Linked DNA regions of Zea mays: all the other regions are linked to region 1. Evidence: chromatin contacts called from public Hi-C data. All regions are on one chromosome and are shown on one strand. The core of a region is the stretch at or near the end of the contact, and the rest is flanking DNA. Distances in the headings are between cores, read along the strand shown. Region 1 holds the start of LOC103650756 (crossover junction endonuclease MUS81). Region 2 holds the start of LOC103650758 (protein JINGUBANG). Region 3 holds the start of LOC100285224 (heterogeneous nuclear ribonucleoprotein 27C).

Evidence for each region. A called contact is a pair of places that touch in the nucleus more often than the background predicts.
Region 2: a contact with region 1 is called in a Hi-C map of leaf, with 2.2 times the contacts expected there. The contact joins the promoter of LOC103650758 here to the promoter of LOC103650756 in region 1. A contact is called at or near these places in 5 of 25 Hi-C or Micro-C datasets (bundle sheath, ear, endosperm and 2 more).
Region 3: a Hi-C map of leaf shows a contact between it and region 1, with 5 times the contacts expected there. The contact joins the promoter of LOC100285224 here to the promoter of LOC103650756 in region 1. A contact is called at or near these places in 10 of 25 Hi-C or Micro-C datasets (bundle sheath, ear, endosperm and 3 more) and 1 of 3 datasets of contacts at active chromatin or transcription factors (leaf).

What each region holds. Positions count from the first base shown.
Region 1 is chr3:153,168,373-153,171,072 of Zm-B73-REFERENCE-NAM-5.0, reverse strand. LOC103650756 (crossover junction endonuclease MUS81) reads left to right here and starts at 1,424. Exons shown (of 11, transcript XM_008676327.3): 1 at 1,424-1,822; 2 at 2,252-2,325; 3 at 2,450-2,515; 4 at 2,591-2,679. The coding sequence starts at 1,611. LOC103650755 (serine/threonine-protein kinase TIO) reads right to left here and starts at 1,473. Exons shown (of 23, transcript XM_008676326.4): 1 at 1,121-1,473; 2 at 873-986; 3 at 672-746; 4 at 373-465; 5 at 200-274; 6 at 15-107. The coding sequence starts at 962.
Region 2 is chr3:153,329,013-153,331,712 of Zm-B73-REFERENCE-NAM-5.0, reverse strand. It overlaps LOC103650758 (protein JINGUBANG), which reads left to right and starts at 1,378. Exons shown (of 1, transcript XM_008676329.4): 1 at 1,378-2,700. The coding sequence starts at 1,573.
Region 3 is chr3:153,421,699-153,424,398 of Zm-B73-REFERENCE-NAM-5.0, reverse strand. LOC100285224 (heterogeneous nuclear ribonucleoprotein 27C) reads right to left here and starts at 1,277. Exons shown (of 14, transcript NM_001291626.1): 1 at 1,112-1,277; 2 at 73-276. The coding sequence starts at 90.

The DNA of each region.
Region 1 (2,700 bases), core at 175-2,674:
AGAAGAGAGATTACCTTTACAATAGATCCTTTCCCGATAAGGATGTTCTGAGGTTTCATATCCCGGTGAATAATTCTATTGGAATGCAAGTAATACAATGCTTTCACCTGAAATGAAATATGTTGAAACCATGAAGGGAAGACGGACGGCCAAAACAACTGGCCTGCTATTGTGCAGGGTGCCAGAGCGATGTGCATACCAGCTGCTTAGCAATTGCCTGAACTTGTTCTTCTGGAAGGCATTTATCATCCTCGAGCACCTCAAACAGTTCTCCCTGAGACAAGCATTTTCATTAGAGTTAGCCAGCTGCAAACAATTGAAACCAGTCAAAGATGAGAAAGGACAAGGTAATCAAACTGAGTTCTTGTGTACCTGAGCAAACTCTGTGACAACACAAAACTCCTGAGGGGTTTCAAAGGCATCGATCATTTCAATTATGTTCTCATGTTTGAGTTTCCTTAGGATCTACAGAATTGTGTATGACATCAAGAAGTGAAATGGTATAATGAGATAAGGAGCGCCATTGCCTAATAATGCTAATTTGACAAGCACAACCGAATCGTAGCGGACACCACATCAGAATTATAATTTTTGTAGCCACTCCCAATTCTTTGTTTAATAACAACAAAATACCCAAACCCGAAGTACATGTAGAAATAGAAATGGTTTACCTCAATCTCCTGCCTAAGGTTGTGGATATCCTTATCGGTCTTCCCGTGCTTAAGAATGAACTTCATGGCGACCGTCTGAAACAGAAGCAAAACAGGAGAAAACAAACTCTATGAAGTCGAAACCACACAAAGGGAGTTCATCTAATCATCAGATGGGCCCAAATCCAGCGGGCCCAGGACAGAAGATGGGGAGACGCTGACCTGCCGAGTGTACTTGCGCCTGCCCTTGTAAACCTTGCCGAAGGAGCCCTCCCCGACGAGGTCGATGACATGGTAATCCTCTATCCCCATCTCGTACCCAGCAGGCGCAATAATCTTTGCAAAATCGAAGTTAGTCGGCAGAAGATGCTTGTAGATAGATCAGATCCGATTACAACTAGCCGTTAGGGTTTGGAATTTGGATGCTCGGTTTCGCACAGTAGTAAGGGGAGAAAAAACGGCGGGCGTACCTGGTGGGTGCTCGTTGCTGGCGAAAGCGGCCCGGGCACCTGGCGTTGGGCGGCGGCGGCGGTCGCCCACTCTTTTTTTTTTTTTTTTTTGAATTCTGCCCGCTCCTCAGTCGTCGCCAATCGCGGAGAGAGGGAGCTCGGCTGAGAGAGAAGAGAGAAGAGAGAAGCGAGCACGCGGCGGGGTGAACGGGGGAGAAAATTTGAACAACGGTTATTAACGAGTGGGCGAGCAGGCTTGGAGTCGAACTAAAGCCCACTAAGGATTGCCCTTCTAGATGGACAGCCCAGCCCAAGCCAGCTTGCGAAGATCACATGCATCGTGAGTCCCGACCGCAAAATTCAAATCAGTTCGAGCTTCGAACCATTTCAACGGTGACCTGTTCTTCCCCACCCGGCCACGGCTACGGCCACGGGTCACCCCTCCACCCCAAACCCTAGCACCCCCGATCCAGCAGCAGCCCCCCTCTCCGAGCTCCAAAACCTCTCAGAGATGGCGGCGCCGGCGCCGGCGTTGATGCAGCTCAAGGTGCGGATCCCGGAGAACGAGGAGGTGGCTCGCTGCCTCCACGAGAAGCGGCTGTCTATGAGGGAGCAGCCGGCCGGTTTCAAGGAGCACCTGGACCGCACGTTCGCCAAAGCCTACCGCAATGTCTGCGCCGCCAATGAGCCCATCCGGACTCTCAAGGAGTTCTCCAAAATCAAGTACTAATTCTTTCCTCCTACCTCTCCAATCCATTCTTTTTTTGTCCGTTGCTGGGGTAAATGCTACACTGAGAGAGGAGTTCGATTGAATTTTTTTTGTGCGGTTATTGTTGGTGGGAATTGGAATTGTCTTATTTTGAGCTGTAGTTGGATAGGAACCGGATCTAAAAAGCTGTGTTTTTAGTAACATTTCAGGAATTGGGATTGTTTTCATATCTTGGGCTAATATCAGAAACTTGTGTTTGCATTGCTAATCAATTCTGTAGCTTTTGTTAGCCTACAAGCCGCAATGTGCACTATGATTCTAGAGTTTTTTTTTTCATGAAAGAAATACGCAACCTACTATTTGGTAGTAATACAGTTCTGGACTTTTTGAATAATTTTGATTTACATAGCTGGATGTTTCTAATACTCTATCACTGTGTGCAGTGGTGTAGGACCATGGCTCATACGCTGTATGAAAGGCTTCTTTGCAGAGTCCAAGCAGGATTCTCCAGCGAAAGGTAATGTAGCTGGAGAGTATGGTAACGATTTTCATGCTTAACTGTCTGCTGTTTCAAAATCTTTCCTTTTCCACACCAATTATCTTTTCTGTGAAATCTGAAATGGTGTTGTTTATTCTAATAGGAAAGAAAACAAGAGTACCAAAGTGCTGTGTGACAAAGAAGAAAACTGCTGCTTCTGCTTCTCTTGGTAGCATTATGCTTGCTATAATATTCATAAAAAAAGCATTATGATTTTTATTTAATTCCAATACTTCTTTTGAAGGCAAGGGACCTCCTTCCAACTTAAATTGTCAGAATGCTCAGTTTTCTTCATCCCAAGGAACATTGGAGCTGCAACCATCTGGTAAAACGGTATGTTTGATTCTTTTTATG
Region 2 (2,700 bases), core at 129-2,628, 160 kb before region 1:
CACCAAACCTTCTTTCATCTAAAGGTTTGGTGAAGATATCGGCTAGCTGGTGATCGGTGCTAACATGGCAAATATCGATATCTTTCCTTTGTTGGTGGTCTCTTAGAAAGTGATGCCGGATGTCTATGTGCTTAGTGCGGCTGTGTTCAACGGGATTATCCGCCAAGAGGATTGCACTCTCATTATCATATAGGAGTGGGACTTTGCTCAGATTGTAGCCAAAGCACCGAATGGTTTACCTCAACCAAACTACTTACGTGCAACAGTGGCCTGCGGCAACATACTAGGTCTAGACGGTCAATAGGGCAACAAAATTTTGTTTCTTAGAGCTCCACGGCACCAGAGACCTTCCCAAAAACTGACAAGTCATCGATGTGCTCTTCCTATCAAGCTCGCGCGAAGCTGGGTAACCGGATAGGGACGTTTCCACCGTACGAGCGGATGCAGGTAATTGGCGTCCAAATGGCTTGTTTTACATCCACTCGTGCAACACACGTCTTTCAGGTGTAGGCAACCAAACATACACTTAGACGAAATCAACGCATCTAGGGGTTCAGAACGAAGCAATACTGGCAACTAATCTATGGAATAGTGCTGGTCGGCTAGCTGACGCTAATAACGTTTGTGCGTCAAATCATCCATGGCTTTCCGTCTGATTTTTTTTGCAGCTATCTTTCTGTATACACGTTCTCGACTTCTCATGCACGCGCGAGCCATGCTCATATAAATCACGTGTCGATCGAACACCCTACTGCCGCCGTCTGTATATACTTACAATGTTTGGGGAACTTTTTCGACCTAACGCATGCATTAGCGTAAAGAGAGCGCGTCCGTACCCCAATTGTTTTCCGGCACCGGCCTCGATCGCGTGCGTCGTCAAAGCTAGCCGCTCTTCTGCGAAGCCAGCGGCCGGGGCTGTCAACGCACTGCGACCGTGGCCGCAGTAGAGCTGCATGCTGTTCAGTAGACAATGCAAAACGCACTAGGAATTAGGGCTAGTCTTGAAGGGAACTCCATCAGTCGGACAGAGCTAGAGCATAAAATTAGCTTGCGTGTGGTGTGAGCACCTCACCTGTAACCCTTAAATCTGTGAATCCGGCCCAAAAATAGCCACGCAGAAATGCTCTGGATCCAACCTAAACTCTCTGCTTTCTGCATGGACAGACGAAGTCGTGTGCCGTGGTGCTCTGCTCTGCTGCATGATGATGGATCGTTCGGGCAGGAAAAGAAAAGACAGTTAAAAAGGAGGCAACTGGCAGCAAAGCAGCTAACCTCGCCCCAACCCAGCTAGTAGTAGCCGTTGAACCGCCTCTCCGGTCCGTCGCCGGCCCCACCCCAACCCGCTTTTAATAACAGCATTCCACTGCTTGTCTGGTCGTCGTCCTGTGGTTATACTTTTAAAACGGCCCGCGTCCGGCGCCCCGCGCCCCCGCTCCCTCTTGTCTGTCTGCGAACCAACCAACGAACGCCAAAGCCAGCGCCGCGGCGTAGCCACCACCCTCTACTATTATAGCCAACGTCTCTGCGCGTGCGGTGCCGGAGCGGCGGAACCTCCCCCCATCCTACCTCACCATGATGGCAATGCCGGACGCGGACCGCAACGCCATGTCGGCGCCGCTGCTCCCGCGGCCCGCGTGCCTGACGGCGTCCTTCTCCTCCTCCTCCTCCTCCTCCTCCTCCTTCGCCTCCTTCTCCTCCTCCAACTCCTCCGACCCCTCACCCCCGTCCGCCTTCCCGCCGGCGGGGCCGTGCAAGGCGTTGGCGGTGCTGCGGGACCACGCGGGCTCCGTCTCCAGCCTCTCCCTCTGCGGGGAGTTCCTGCTCAGCGCGTCCACGGCCGGCGACGTCGTGGCGTGGCAGCAGCCCGACCTCCGGCGCTTCGCGCGCTTCGGCCACGGCGAGAGCGGCGGCTCCGTCAAGGCGCTGGCGGCCGCGGGCGGCCGCGTCTTCTCCGCGCACCAGGACGGCCGCGTCCGCGTCTGGCGCGTCTCCCGCGGCCGCCGCTCCGAGAACGCCTTCAAGCTCGTCGCCGCGCTGCCCACCGCCAGGGACTACCTGGGCCGGGTGTTCCGCCAGGACAGCTACGTGCAGACCACCGCCACCACGGCGGCGCGCCGCGCCCACCACCGCCGCCTCTGGATCGAGCACGCCGACAGCATCTCCTGCCTCGCCGTCGCCGTGCACGACGCCGCGCTCCTCTACTCGGGCTCCTGGGACCGCACGCTCAAGGTCTGGCGCGTCGCCGACCTCAGGTGCCTCGAGTCCATCCGCGCCCACGACGACGCCGTCAACGCCGTCGCCGCAGACGCCGGCATCGTCTACTCCGCCTCCGCCGACGGCCGCGTCAAGGCCTGGGAGAAGGGGAAGGCGTCGCATTTCCTCCAGGGCGTCCTCGTCGCCCGCGACGGCGTCTCGTGGAACGCGCTCGCCGTCGCCGCCGACGACCGCCGGCTCTACGCCGCGGGCTCCGACGGCCACGTCGCCGCCTGGGACCGCCTCGGCGGCAGGACCGCCGCGCGCTGGACCCTCGCGTGCGACGTCAGGGCGCACGACGCCGCCGTGCTGTGCCTCTGCGTCGCCAGGGACCTGCTCTGCACCGGCTCCGCCGACAAGACCATCGGCCTGTGGCGCCGTCAGAGCGCCGGCGAGCTGGCCAAGGTGGGCGTCGTCAGAGGCCACGAGGGCCCCGTCAAATGCATC
Region 3 (2,700 bases), core at 28-2,527, 250 kb before region 1:
CATCCTCATTATCCCTCAAGTGTGGCATTCATGTATAGAATCTTACAAAGGAAAGAAGAGTTGGTAAGTTACCACAAGCTTTGTAGCCATTGCAGCACTGGCTACAGATCAATGTTCAAAAAATTCTGTGTCTATATTCCCCTGTATCAAGGATAACTCTCAGCAATCTACTGGAGGTCCCTGAGATTAACACAAATATTGCCTGGGCCTATGATGAAGAGTGTGTGGCTTAAATTTCTTGAACACCTTGCGTCAAGTTACCAGCCTTCACTAGATCTGAAAGTTGGTATGATTTAGTAAAAGTGTCTCATGGCCACATAACCAGTCAATGGCAAGATATAAGATTCAAATAACAGCTGGATAAGCAGGATGTGTATCTGAGCTCGACAGCTGGGGACGAAACAGAAAATGAGCAATAATATAAATGCTGTTCAATGATGGTTAACTGGGTATACAATAAACGATGGCAACAAAATCATAATGCAAAGGGAGAGAACAGCGGTAATATTGATAATGTCTACGAAATATATGCTGCTCTGAAGCAGAAACATTGTATTGCCTGGCACTGGAACCTATCTCTCTATCCAGCTCCACTGAGATAATAAAGCTAGTTAATATCCAACAATAAGTCAAGTGGGTGATGGCCATACAGTGTCATGGTCCGCAGATTTTGGGCTCATGCCCAAGGCCAAATTGATCTCTCAGGACCTAAGCACATAGTTCTTACACTAAACGCAGATAGTTTTCAGAAACTATCCCCCAGGGCAAAATCCCAATTCCGGATGAGTCACCCGTGCCAACACAACCAACAACCTCTGTCATGGAAGGCTTGGCATGGAGCATGGGGGATGGAAGTGGAACTGAGACCCCAATTTTATTTTATTTTTTTAGAAAATTAGCCGCGCCAGAATCATAAACACGTTGTAGTAGCAAGGGGCGGACACAGCATAGGACACGTGTACACCCGATAAGTTTGCGAAAACTCGAAGTTAGCAGGCGCCATGTGTATACTCGCAATTGGGGCAGATCCGAATAGAGATAACTCGCATTAGGGTTTGGGGTCTTCAGTTCCGCGCAGCAGGAAGGGAAGGGGAGAGTGACAGAGGCGTACCTGGTGGACACTAATCGGCGGAAAAAACATGGAAACGGGCGGCGGCACTCGTCGCCGGCGAGGACCTCACGGAGCGAGGGAGGGGAGGCGGCGCTCGCCCAGTCGTCGCCGTGAGAACCGAAAGAGAGGCGAGACAGCAGGGAAACGAGGTCGTCAGACTCCAGGGCTGGGCAATAGCTTTGGATCCGCGCCGTTCCGCTTCAGTCGTCATCGCCGTAGATAGGCTCTTGCAGGCCCAGTCGGTCAAACGGAGGCCCATTAAAGCCAGGTCTGCTTGTTCCAGGGTGATATAGCGACATTGGAAAAAAAAAATGTTTCAGCTATTTTCTATTCTATATATATTAACCGTGGGAGCATATCTTGCTTGTGGTTGTTCCACGTCATCCTGCCTTATCTCAGCCGCAAGATTTTATTTCGACGACCACGGAAACAACTCATCACCGCGAGCCTTCTTCGTATATGGTCGGTTGTTGGACTCTATCTTCAGGAGCATTCTAGACCTTCATATAAAGAACTGTTTGGGGGAAAAGACACGGCGGCGTGCGCCTCCATCCCCACTTGCTGCTCGCTAGAGGTATTACCTACCATCTTCCACCATGCTTTCTCCATTCAGGAATTTCTGTCCGTTAGGGTTTTGTGACTATCCCATTCAGGAATTTCCATTCGTTAGGAAGGTTGATCGCTTGCACATCGACTGTCGGACGGGCGGCTCAGCACACGGCACTGTCACACCCGGCTTTAAGGAACAAAGCCAGATGCATCTCATACATGCGCCAAGAAGACAACATATATAATAACAGAGTATATAGAGATAAATGTCATAAACCATCAGAGTATTTATTACATAGCGGAAGACTTATTACAAAATAAAATAATAAAGATAAAACAAACTAAGGATCGTTGGCGCCAATGTCAACTGAGAAACGCCACCTAGATCAGATCAAACTCCTCGCCTTGTGGCTCCTCCTGAACCACCTGCTCTTCTCCTGTGGGGGTGTGAGACAGCAAGAGTGAGCTCACATACGTTCATCGCTCAACAAGTCGTGGGGAATAATGTGACATGAACTCACCAAAGGTGGGAGCTCATGGAGTGTAAGGCTTATCAAAGAGAATGGTTAAAGCTGAGCATTGCTTTTAATGTTGGTCAAACTTTTATTAGCAGTTACTAAGTGTAAGTAAATACCAAACCTTAAATAAAGTAATAGAACAAATTAATAATAAACCCATGCATATGCAAATGACAAAATTGAATTTAGGTTCCATAAATTAATCATCAGAGAGTCCTGAGCTGCTCGTGACCGTGAGCTCGGCTAGTATACCAGTTTTACACTCTGCAGAGGTTGTACCATTTACCCACAAGTCGTGTATCCCATGTCGCCAGGGTTAGCTAGGCCCTTAGACACTACCGAGGTGAATGGCTGGGGATCCACTACGAGGCCTTTACAAAGTTCCACTAGCTTCCGAAAACCCGCTACAGTTTATGGGAAGAGCACTTGCAAGAATCTCCCGTCCGACCGCCATCGCAGCTAAATCAACCCGAGAACCTCCTTGCATGCAACTCCCCTACTGCCCTTGCCCCTTTCGGGTAA